Regions from separate parts of the Sus scrofa genome. Here region 2 is linked to region 1. A link is a contact called in public promoter capture Hi-C data. All regions are on one chromosome and are shown on one strand. Each heading gives the region's core, a stretch centred on a gene start, on an enhancer-like site or on the middle of the called end of the contact. The rest is flanking DNA. Distances are from core to core; before and after follow the strand shown.

Evidence for each region. Promoter capture Hi-C pulls out the DNA fragments that hold promoters and counts their contacts.
Region 2: a contact with region 1 is called in a promoter capture Hi-C map of fetal liver, with 4 times the contacts expected there. The contact joins the promoter of DNAJB14 here to the promoter of SLC39A8 in region 1. A contact is called at or near these places in 2 of 5 promoter capture datasets (fetal liver and liver) and 1 of 2 datasets of contacts at active chromatin or transcription factors (alveolar macrophages).

The regions. Positions count from the first base shown.
Region 1 is chr8:118,602,965-118,607,592 of Sscrofa11.1, reverse strand. SLC39A8 (zinc transporter ZIP8) reads right to left here and starts at 2,741. Exons shown (of 9, transcript XM_021101718.1): 1 at 2,513-2,741; 2 at 1,289-1,740. The coding sequence starts at 1,507.
Region 2 is chr8:120,565,118-120,569,745 of Sscrofa11.1, reverse strand. It overlaps DNAJB14 (dnaJ homolog subfamily B member 14), which reads right to left and starts at 2,351. Exons shown (of 8, transcript XM_021101721.1): 1 at 1,878-2,351. The coding sequence starts at 2,010. It overlaps H2AFZ (H2A histone family, member Z), which reads right to left. Exons shown (of 5, transcript NM_001123122.1): 4 at 4,422-4,551; 5 at 3,723-4,144. The coding sequence ends at 4,083.

The DNA.
Region 1 (4,628 bases), core at 1,492-3,991:
AAAACCATTCCAGACCTAAGGGCAGTCACTCTCATACCCTACGGCATCAAAAATCATACTTCTTGAAAATTGTATGTTTTAATTGAGGTAAGATATTCCTAACAAAAAGAACATCAAATTATTATTAGCAAGGAATTTATCTAATTAAAGTTTCCTTAACTGTAACCTAAGGTCAGATTTACTGGGAAATGCTCAAATTCCAAGAGTGGAGTACATGGTACACAGGGTTTCCCAAACACCGTGGACCACAAACACTTCTTGTAACACAAACTAACACGCCCCAGAAGTGACAAACAGTACAGAAAATACTGAATACTGCCATTCATCATCTTCTTGTCACTGGAACAGGAAGAGAAGGAAAAAAAAAAAAAATCAAAGCACTGAGTTAACTGCGTTTTTAAAAAGTAGGGAGGAGATTTGGGGAGGATGCTGAAAGCACATTTTGCTTACTTTGCAATTTTAAGAAATAATCATAGAACATTTATTATGAAAATAACAAAGGATCTATGATATCACCCTTTTTTGAAGGTTACTAATAGGTATGGTCTTCATTGCTCCTCGGTGACGCATGGTGTTGAATTCTAAATTCCTTAAATCCTAGGAATTACCAAATGCCTAGGTAATACTGCGAATATGTATGAGATACATTGGGGGTTTTGTGTTGCTGGTGGTGTTGGTTTTGGAATGAATATTAGAATCAAACGCTTCACCTGACAGATAACTAAAACTATGGATCTCAACCTAGGTCGGCCCCAAATGGATGTGGGATCTTGGTCTCAGCGACCCCCACCCCCGCGCCGCCTCCCCTTCCCTCGGGTCTCCCTATTTCTATTCAATGGACCCTTCAGCCCTAAATGCCTCGTGTGGTGTACACAGGCCAGACAGAACTACATCATAGCTCCTTGGCAGTCGTTTTGCACTGAGCAACGAGGGTAGCCTGCGAAACTCTGTCTCTGCTGGGAAGGCTTCAGTTCGCCATCCCTATCTAAAAAGCATCTCTTAAGGTGCTTTCCACCCTCAACTACTTTATAAACTTTTCTATAATATCTTCGAACCACGACCGTCTGACTGCTCAGCTCATTGGGCATAAAACTGCAATGTGTGGCTCCCTCGACACCGACAGCCCTTGAACCCCAACTAGAAAGCTGGGTCTAGTGAAAAACAGGACCCACCCGTCTCAGACTGGAGAAATTCTTTTTCCCGCACTTTTCCCCAATAAAGAGCGTTCGAGGGCAAATGGACGTCTCCCGACAACCTGGCGCGGAGGAGCAGCCGGGCCGGGACCTACCTGGTTGAAGTGCAGCTGCCCGAGCTCGGGGGCGCCCTCCACGGGGCCGGATCCCAGCTGCTCCAACAAGCGCCGGAGCTGCGCCACCGACAGGCTCCTGTTCGCGCCGAACACGCTCAGCACATCCTCGCTGAAGGCGAGCTCGGGCCCCGCAGTCTCTCCTCCGAGGCCGGCGGCCGCCAGCAACAGGAGCCCTGCCACCGCCCGGCCTGGGGCCATCCTGGCCGGGGCTGCCCCACGCGGGCCCGAAGTGCACAGGGACGCGCGTCGGTGCCCAAGGGCGCACGGGTCAGGCTTCGGCGCCGGTCCGAGTCAGCCTTGGCGCGGGGCGCCCCTGGTCCTCCGCCGCCTTTGAAAGAGCCGCAGCCCGCGATCTGCCGGGCATTGAAGTGACGGTGCAGCCGGGGGTGGGGAGCGATAGACAGAGCGGGCCCCCGGGCCTCCTGGAGAGCCTGAGATAAAGAGGACAAAGGGGGGACAGAGATAAAGGCCACCAGGCCACCCGCCGGCCAGCCCCGGGAGCACTGTGAGGCCAGAGCCCTCGAACGCCTGGCCGGGCATGGGGCCAACTGCCCCGGAGCCGGGTTTGCAAACGTCCCAGGTTTAGCGCACAGTGTGATGACACATGCTCCTTCCGGAGAGAAAGCCCCAAACCGCGCCACTTCTTAGGAAAAAGTAAAACCACACTGGCTGTCGAACCCCACCTCCTCTTCCTTTCTTTCTGCTTAATTCCTTCAGAGCAAACGTAGAAGGGGTGAGACGTGTAGTCCCCAGGAAGCCGCAGGAAATGGCCACCTCAGGGTCCTGGGGTTTGAGCGTCTAATCGGGACCCTCCCTCTCCCAGACCTCTTCTCCGCCTGGGCAAGCTAGTAGGTTAGCTACTTCTAACCTCTCACCTCGCCTGTTTGTTTCTTGTTTCTGCGTCTGTTTATGTCCACGTGAGTCACTGTCTGCCTCTCTCTACTCCCTCCCTCTTCCTCCCTCCCAACACTATCTCTGGCAAATCCGCTATGAAACTGGGAGATCCGGCTCTAGCTCTTAAACAGATAACCGGAGAAGGGCCCTGTCCCCGCCTCCCTGCAGCACGTGGTGACACACTCCCCATCCTGAACTCCTGCGCGTGTCCACGCCAGGGCGCACAGCCGCTGCCCTTTCCTCCTGGCTGGGGTTGAGCCCTCCCACCCTCAGCCGAGCGGCCTCCCCGCCCTCACCCCCAGAGGTTACCTGAATGCCACCTCCTTGTCGATATCCCTAGACTCCCTTCTGGGCTTGGTGGTCTGTTACCTTGTTGAAACCAGCTTCCTGGAATAGAGTGTGGAGCCTTTTGCATTGTCTAAGAGATTAGCAGGAATTGCTTTTTTGTCTTACTTCTTAAAGTCAGGAGCAAAAGGAAACCGAATCTGTATCGGTGGCAAGCTCACTGAGCCAGCAGTGCAGAGCCGGCCCTTCCTGACGCCGCACGGGATATCCGCAGATCAGAATGAATGTTTGTTTGTTCAGATGAGGGTTCAATAAAAGCTGATTTAGGTGTGAGGTCAACAAATTTGTGCAAAGTGAATGCGGTGTTTGGGGGCAAAGGTTGTGTCTGTTGGCTGTAACTGTCCAGAAATAAAGTGAAACCACGATTCACTCAGCTTAGGACAATAAGAGGAACTCAAAAATGTTCTTGTCTTTCACGAGGAAGAATGCACAGCCTCCTAAAACAGCACATTTTAAAAGATACACTAAGTCCAGACAAGGGGCAGGGGAAAGAATCTCATTTCTCATGAGGAACTTAGTGCAAGAAAGAGTCAGGGAGAGAATCTTCCTGAAGGAGGAAGCTCTCTAGTGGGACATAGCTGAGGTGCTATGGAGAGGGTTTAACTGCATTCTAACTGCAGAGAGCAGAAGGCAGCAGGAACAGGGCAGGAAGATTTCTGCAGAAAATAAGGCACACTTTGCTTTGGGAGGTAGTAATTTCACCACTGGAAAGTTATTCAACCCCATGGGTACTTAGTAGAACGATTGGTGCCTTGGAGGGAGATCAAAAAAATCTTCATGGTGTGCCCCTTCCAATTATACAATCTGTGTATTTGTTGATATTAGTTTACAGAATGACACTGACACAAAAACACCATCATCACCCAAGGATAGAAGTAAGTTCATGTCACACTTAAACTTCTTAAACTACACAACTGATGGGAACACGTCCAGATTATTCTTGGATTCTCAAATGTAGTTTGATGCCTGTTTTTCTTTTTGACCCCAGTAACTCGAAGTGATTCTTGGAAATCAATGAGCTTTCTAGATGGTTCATCTACACCCAACAAGTTGTTCATTCCCAGCTTCAACTGCAACATTGATAGTATGTTGGACTTTCCACAGATGTAAATGGGTTTCAAATAATATACATTTTATATTGTGAATTTTTAAAATAAAGGTTTATCAGCCATTCATGTCCTCTCTAATTCTAGATAAACAGATAGACAGACAGACAGACAGACAGATAAATTTTGCCAGCCCATCAACCTCAAATGGTGATAAGCAGTCAAATAAATAACAATCGACCTGCTTGGCAACTTTACCAAAAACAGTGAACATAACGTAAGCATACAATTAAAAGAGAGTATTCTGAAAATTACAACTAACTACTAAATTGGTGAGGCTCATTTGTAGAGCTTCCATTCTAATGAAATATAATCACCAAAGGACTACTTAAATAATGTTTTAGAGCCCAAGACACAGCATTCTACCAATAACATTATTGAAGAAAAGGACTTCCAGTCTGAAACAAGGTGTAATGTAAAGACTCATTTTTCTCAGAAATGTGCTTTTAAAAGTCAAGCCATTTTAAATGGTAATAATGAAGGGAACATGCCATGAGCACTGGCCAGGGTATAGACAGATGTTCTTTCTCTTTCAGAATTTAGCATGGGCAGTTAGAGGCTAAGCAGGGTGACAAAGATGTCGAGATTGGGGAGGAAACGTTGGAAATCAGAGGCTGTATCGCTAATGGGGTAAGCGTGTATTCACGCAACCCTGCACAGAATGTTCGTACCCAGGTCTGATGAATGAAACACCCTTCCCAGTGTGGTTTGTCAGAACCCAAGCTGAAAAAGGAGGGTATCTACACAAAGCAGTGGCCTGCTGTGGGCTGCCAAGAGTCAGAGCTAAGTTTGGAGGACACACTTGGATCAGAGAAGAGAAAGAGAGGCAGCCAAGGGTGGAGTCAGAGCCTGGGAGTGAGAGGAGGGCATCCGTGCTTGATGGTGGCCCCACACAGAATGTCTGAGATGGGCAAGGGTGAGGAGGAAGACCCTGCCCAGCACTAGCACGAGGTATGAACATCTGTGCAGTGAAG
Region 2 (4,628 bases), core at 1,102-3,601, 2.0 Mb before region 1:
AGGGACTATTACGCAGCCTTTAAAAAGGAACTCCCTCCCGTCGTGGCGCAGTGGTTAACGAATCCGACTAGGAACCATGAGGTTGCGGGTTCGGTCCCTGCCCTTGCTCAGTGGGTTAACAATCCGGCGTTGCCGTGAGCTGTGGTGTAGGTTGCAGACGCGGCTCGAATCCCGCGTTGCTGTGGCTCTGGCGTAGGCCGGTGGCTACAGCTCCGATTCAACCCCTAGCCTGGGAACCTCCATATGCCGCGGAAGCGGCCCAAGAGATAGCAACAACAACAACAACAACAACAACAAAAAGACAAAAAGACAAAAAAAAAAAAAAAAAAAAGGAACTCCCATTATATTTATGCTACAACATGGATAAATTTCAAAAACATTATGCTAAGTTAAAAAAGAAAGTCAAAAGGGCAAATTCTGTATGATTCCACTTATATAAGGTATTCAAAGTAGTCAAATTTTTGAAAGTATGATGGTGGTTGCCAGGAGCTGGGTGGGTGGGGAAAATGGGCAACTATTTAATTGGGATAGTTTCAATTTTGTCAGGTGAAAATTCTGGAGATTTGTCGTACCACAATGTGAAAGCGGTTAACACTACTCAACTGTACACTTAAAAATGGTTAAGTTGAAAAATTTCACAGTTTTGCAACATTTAACAAAATAATTATTATTTAATTTCATTTCCCTCTCCTGTCCTCCCTGGTACAGTCCTCAACAGCAATGTAACAGAAAGGACAGAGAAAAGTAAAGCTTCAACAATGTAGAAAAAAAATTAAGAAAACAACAATGAAACAAGTAGCCCCACCTTCTTTCTGACTTACTGATAATTTTCTTAATCTGGAAATGCCTTGAACCTCAAGTGAAACAGTACCCTATAGGCCAGGCAATGGAGGGTAGTGGTTTTTGGAGCTAGAGAGCTCAAGTCTATTCCGACTTTGCCACTAATTACCGTGTGACCTTGGGTATGTTTTCGTTCATCCATCATTCATTCATCAAAAAGTCTGTTTCCATATGAGTAAGCCTGGCCAAATGAATCCTAGGATTGTTCCGAGGAGTAAATAATTCATATAAAACCCTAGGTACTTTAAGTAAGTGCTCAATAAATGTTGGCTATAATTATTTTAAAGATTTTAAAGCCTAGAGAGCAGGATGGGAACAGAAGGAATTCGACTAAGGGCAGTCCAGTACTCTCTTCCTAAACCTGTATCTCATTTGTCTACAATTACGGTGCTATAACAACGGATACTCTTTAGCAAATGGTTACTGACTCCATCATTTTTGCCAAATTGGTGCTCCTCTCTTCTAAACGAACTCCCTCCCAGGGAAAAGCAATGTCATCTCAAGTATTCGAAAATGTTTGCTTTGGGCACAGTGTTTTCTACCCTAGAGGCGGTGGAACCAGGGACCTGTACATTAGCCACTAGAGTTCCCGGTTCCTCTCACCTCATTAGGGGCCTAGGCCTTACTTGGGGGTGAGGATGAGAAGGGTGGGCGCCACACAACCAAACACCCAGACAGAAAGCCCCACTCTGCGAAGACACAACCCGGCGAGTCTCCTGGGAGAATGACAGCTGGACAGTACGAAAACCGACCAGGGAACCGGCAACTCCTGCGTGTCGGCGGCGAGCGGGCATCTCGCAGGCAGGTGAGGAGGGCGTCTCGGGCGGCCCGTGGCGGGGCGGCCCAGGGCGGGCTCGGCCGGGGGCAGTCAGGGCCGGGGCGGGGGTGTGTCGGGATGCTGCTCCCGGGGGCCCCGCCGCGGGGTCGGGCAGGCCGGGAGCCCCGCTGGCTCCCGGAGGGCCGAGGGTGGGGGCGAGAGCGGGCTGCGCGGCGGCCTGGGGGCCGGGCGGGGAGGAAAGGGAGAGCGAGGGCCTCACCGCGGGCCGAGGGCAGCGGGTAGAGCTTCTCGGCCTTCTGCAGGAAGCGCTGGGCCTTCTCGCGGTTGCCGGCGTTCAGGGCCTCCCGGGCGATCTCGACACATTTCTCCGCCTCGTCCCGGTTCCCCTCCATGGCTTGCGCCTTCTTCCGTTTCCTGCGGGAGCGCAGCTACGAGGGGCGGAAGCCGCCGCCGCCGTGGAGGCGAGGCCGGCCGGGGACGGGGGCGTGCGGAGGCGAACGGGGAGGAGCGCAGGAGACCGCGGCGGCGGCGGCGAGGCCCGGGCGCACTGGCGGGCTCGCAGCTCCGCCTCCTCACGGCGGCCTCCCCGCCCCCCGCGGGCAACTACCGCGCGAGCTGCATCCTTCGCGGCCCCCGGACAGAGCTCCAGGGCTTGGCTGTCCCTGCCGACTCGGCGGTCCGTGCGGGGCGCCAGCAGGCTCGGAGCTGACCAACCTGGACGGCGCGGGGGCGGGAGATGCCAGGCCTGCTGCCCGCCGGGGGTTCCACCGGGGCGGGGACCCGGCCGCCCGGACTGCGCCGCGCCCTCTGACCTCCCGTGGTGGCCCGCGTCGGCGGCCGCCGGTTTTCCTAGCGGCCGGGCTACGGATCGGGGTGGGCATGTTCGCTTTCAGGAAAATTCCCAGAGGTCGAAGGCCCCGCCTCAGGGCCCCCCTCAGCCTGGGGAGGATTCGGTCAGGTGAGGGCTGCGCTTCCGGCACAGGTGTACTGGGACACAGTAGAGGGCCTTTCGACCCTAACTCAGGGCTTGTTTCATTGCCTCTTTCAGCACTTTCCTGACCCAGCTGCAGTAAAACCATCTCCTTAGTACATCCGGGAGTTAAAGTAAACACAATTTGCAGTTTGCCTTTACTCTGGCGAAAAACCGGAACCCTAATAATCCTACATGACCAAAACGAGGAAGGAATCAGCTCGTTGGGAATGTATTACCATCATGTATCTATTTGCTGGTTTTCTCCCTACTCTTTTTTCACATTACCCCTGTGAAATGCTATACCTGTCATACTGGTCTCCGTGTGCAGGATGAGCCTTGTAATGACCTAATCCGAGTTTCAAAAACTAAGAACTTGTCAGAAGCCAAGTGTCATGTCAAAACGATCCAATCAACTTAACCACAAAATAATCGTTTCATACAATGTTCAGTAAAGACAGCCATGACAGCAAATATGATCAACTCAGGACTTTCAGAGAAACCCTGATTCTTTTTTGGTGAGTCCAAGGCATGTAGAAGTTCCCCAGGGCAGTGACCAAACCCCCACCACAGCAGCCACTGGAGCCCCTGCAGTGACAACACGGGACCTTTAATCTGCTATTCCACAGGGGAACTCCAACCTTGATTCTTTTCTGTAAAAACGGGATTAGATGGTGCATACTGAACAGTTTAATCCAGGTAGCCTTTGAAACAGTGGGAGAACACAGGAAACACTTCACTGTTTATACTGAAAGTACCTTCTGTGGAGGTAGCAATATACAGAACTTCCCTACCTGCCCCAGTCCATGACAGTGCTCTGGATGTAGTGCTGCTGTCACAAACAGCAAGTGCAGCGACAAATTGAGATGATCAAATTTAACCTAAAAAACATCACCTTGTCCAGTTCCAAGCTCCTACTGAAGTTTTAAAATCTTTAATAGTTCATCTCATAGCATTAAAAAATATATATATGCTTTAGCCTTCGAGGTTTGTTGATCTACAAAATTAACATTTTAATTTCAAGGTAAGAAACGTGCTTATTAAGTTATTGCTGGATAAGATAGTTATTCAAAACAAAAGTTGTTCCCATCATAATCAAGTGAATTTAATACACAACTAGTTTGGGATATGACCTTTATTGAGCTTATCCACCGAAGTGGAAATAATGTCTGTACAAAACCAAATGTTTGTTACTATAACTTCTGCATCACAATTAAAATCCAAACAGTTTTTTAAAAACAGTCAACTCAATCAAAACCCACTACTTCAGAATCAATAGCTTCTTTGAAGCCACAGTAACACTTAAATATGGTTAAGACTCGAATGCAGAAATTTGGTTGGTTGGAAAGCTAATTAAACTTCCAACTTGCTCAAATAGAATTACAAAAAGGCAAAATTGTGTTTTTCACAGAGATACAGTCCATTGGAATCACCAACACTGGACAGCTGTTAGAGTATTTAGAGTCCTGAGATAATAAGGAATCCAGGCATCCTTTAGACAGTCTTCTGTTGTCCTTTCTTCCCAATGAGAGATTTGTGGATGTGTGGAATGACACCTAGGGGAGGAAAGGGATACTTTTAAATATACATTATTTTGAAAATTAACACAGGACTTCAAAACCATGACAGTTTAACGTTCAACTTCGAAGAAGTCTTTAAATGTGAGGCCAGAGTATGCAGAAGTAAAAATTCACTAAGTTATATACAGGAATCAATTTTCATGATGCAACCATACTACAGATCACTGAAAATAACACTAAGTGTCCTCTTCTAGTGGGGGAAAAAAGTAAAGAATTATCTAAAGAAATTAAAAAATTTTTAGTATTTACATACCACCACCAGCGATTGTAGCCTTGATGAGAGAATCCAATTCTTCATCTCCACGAATAGCAAGTTGCAAGTGACGAGGAGTAATACGCTTTACCTTCAAGTCTTTTGATGCATTTCCTGCCAATTCAAGTACCTAGAAGACAGAATCTAATCAATCTCCTGCCAACTTTCCTTAGGATCAAGATCCAGAAGAATCAAACCTTCGTGAAC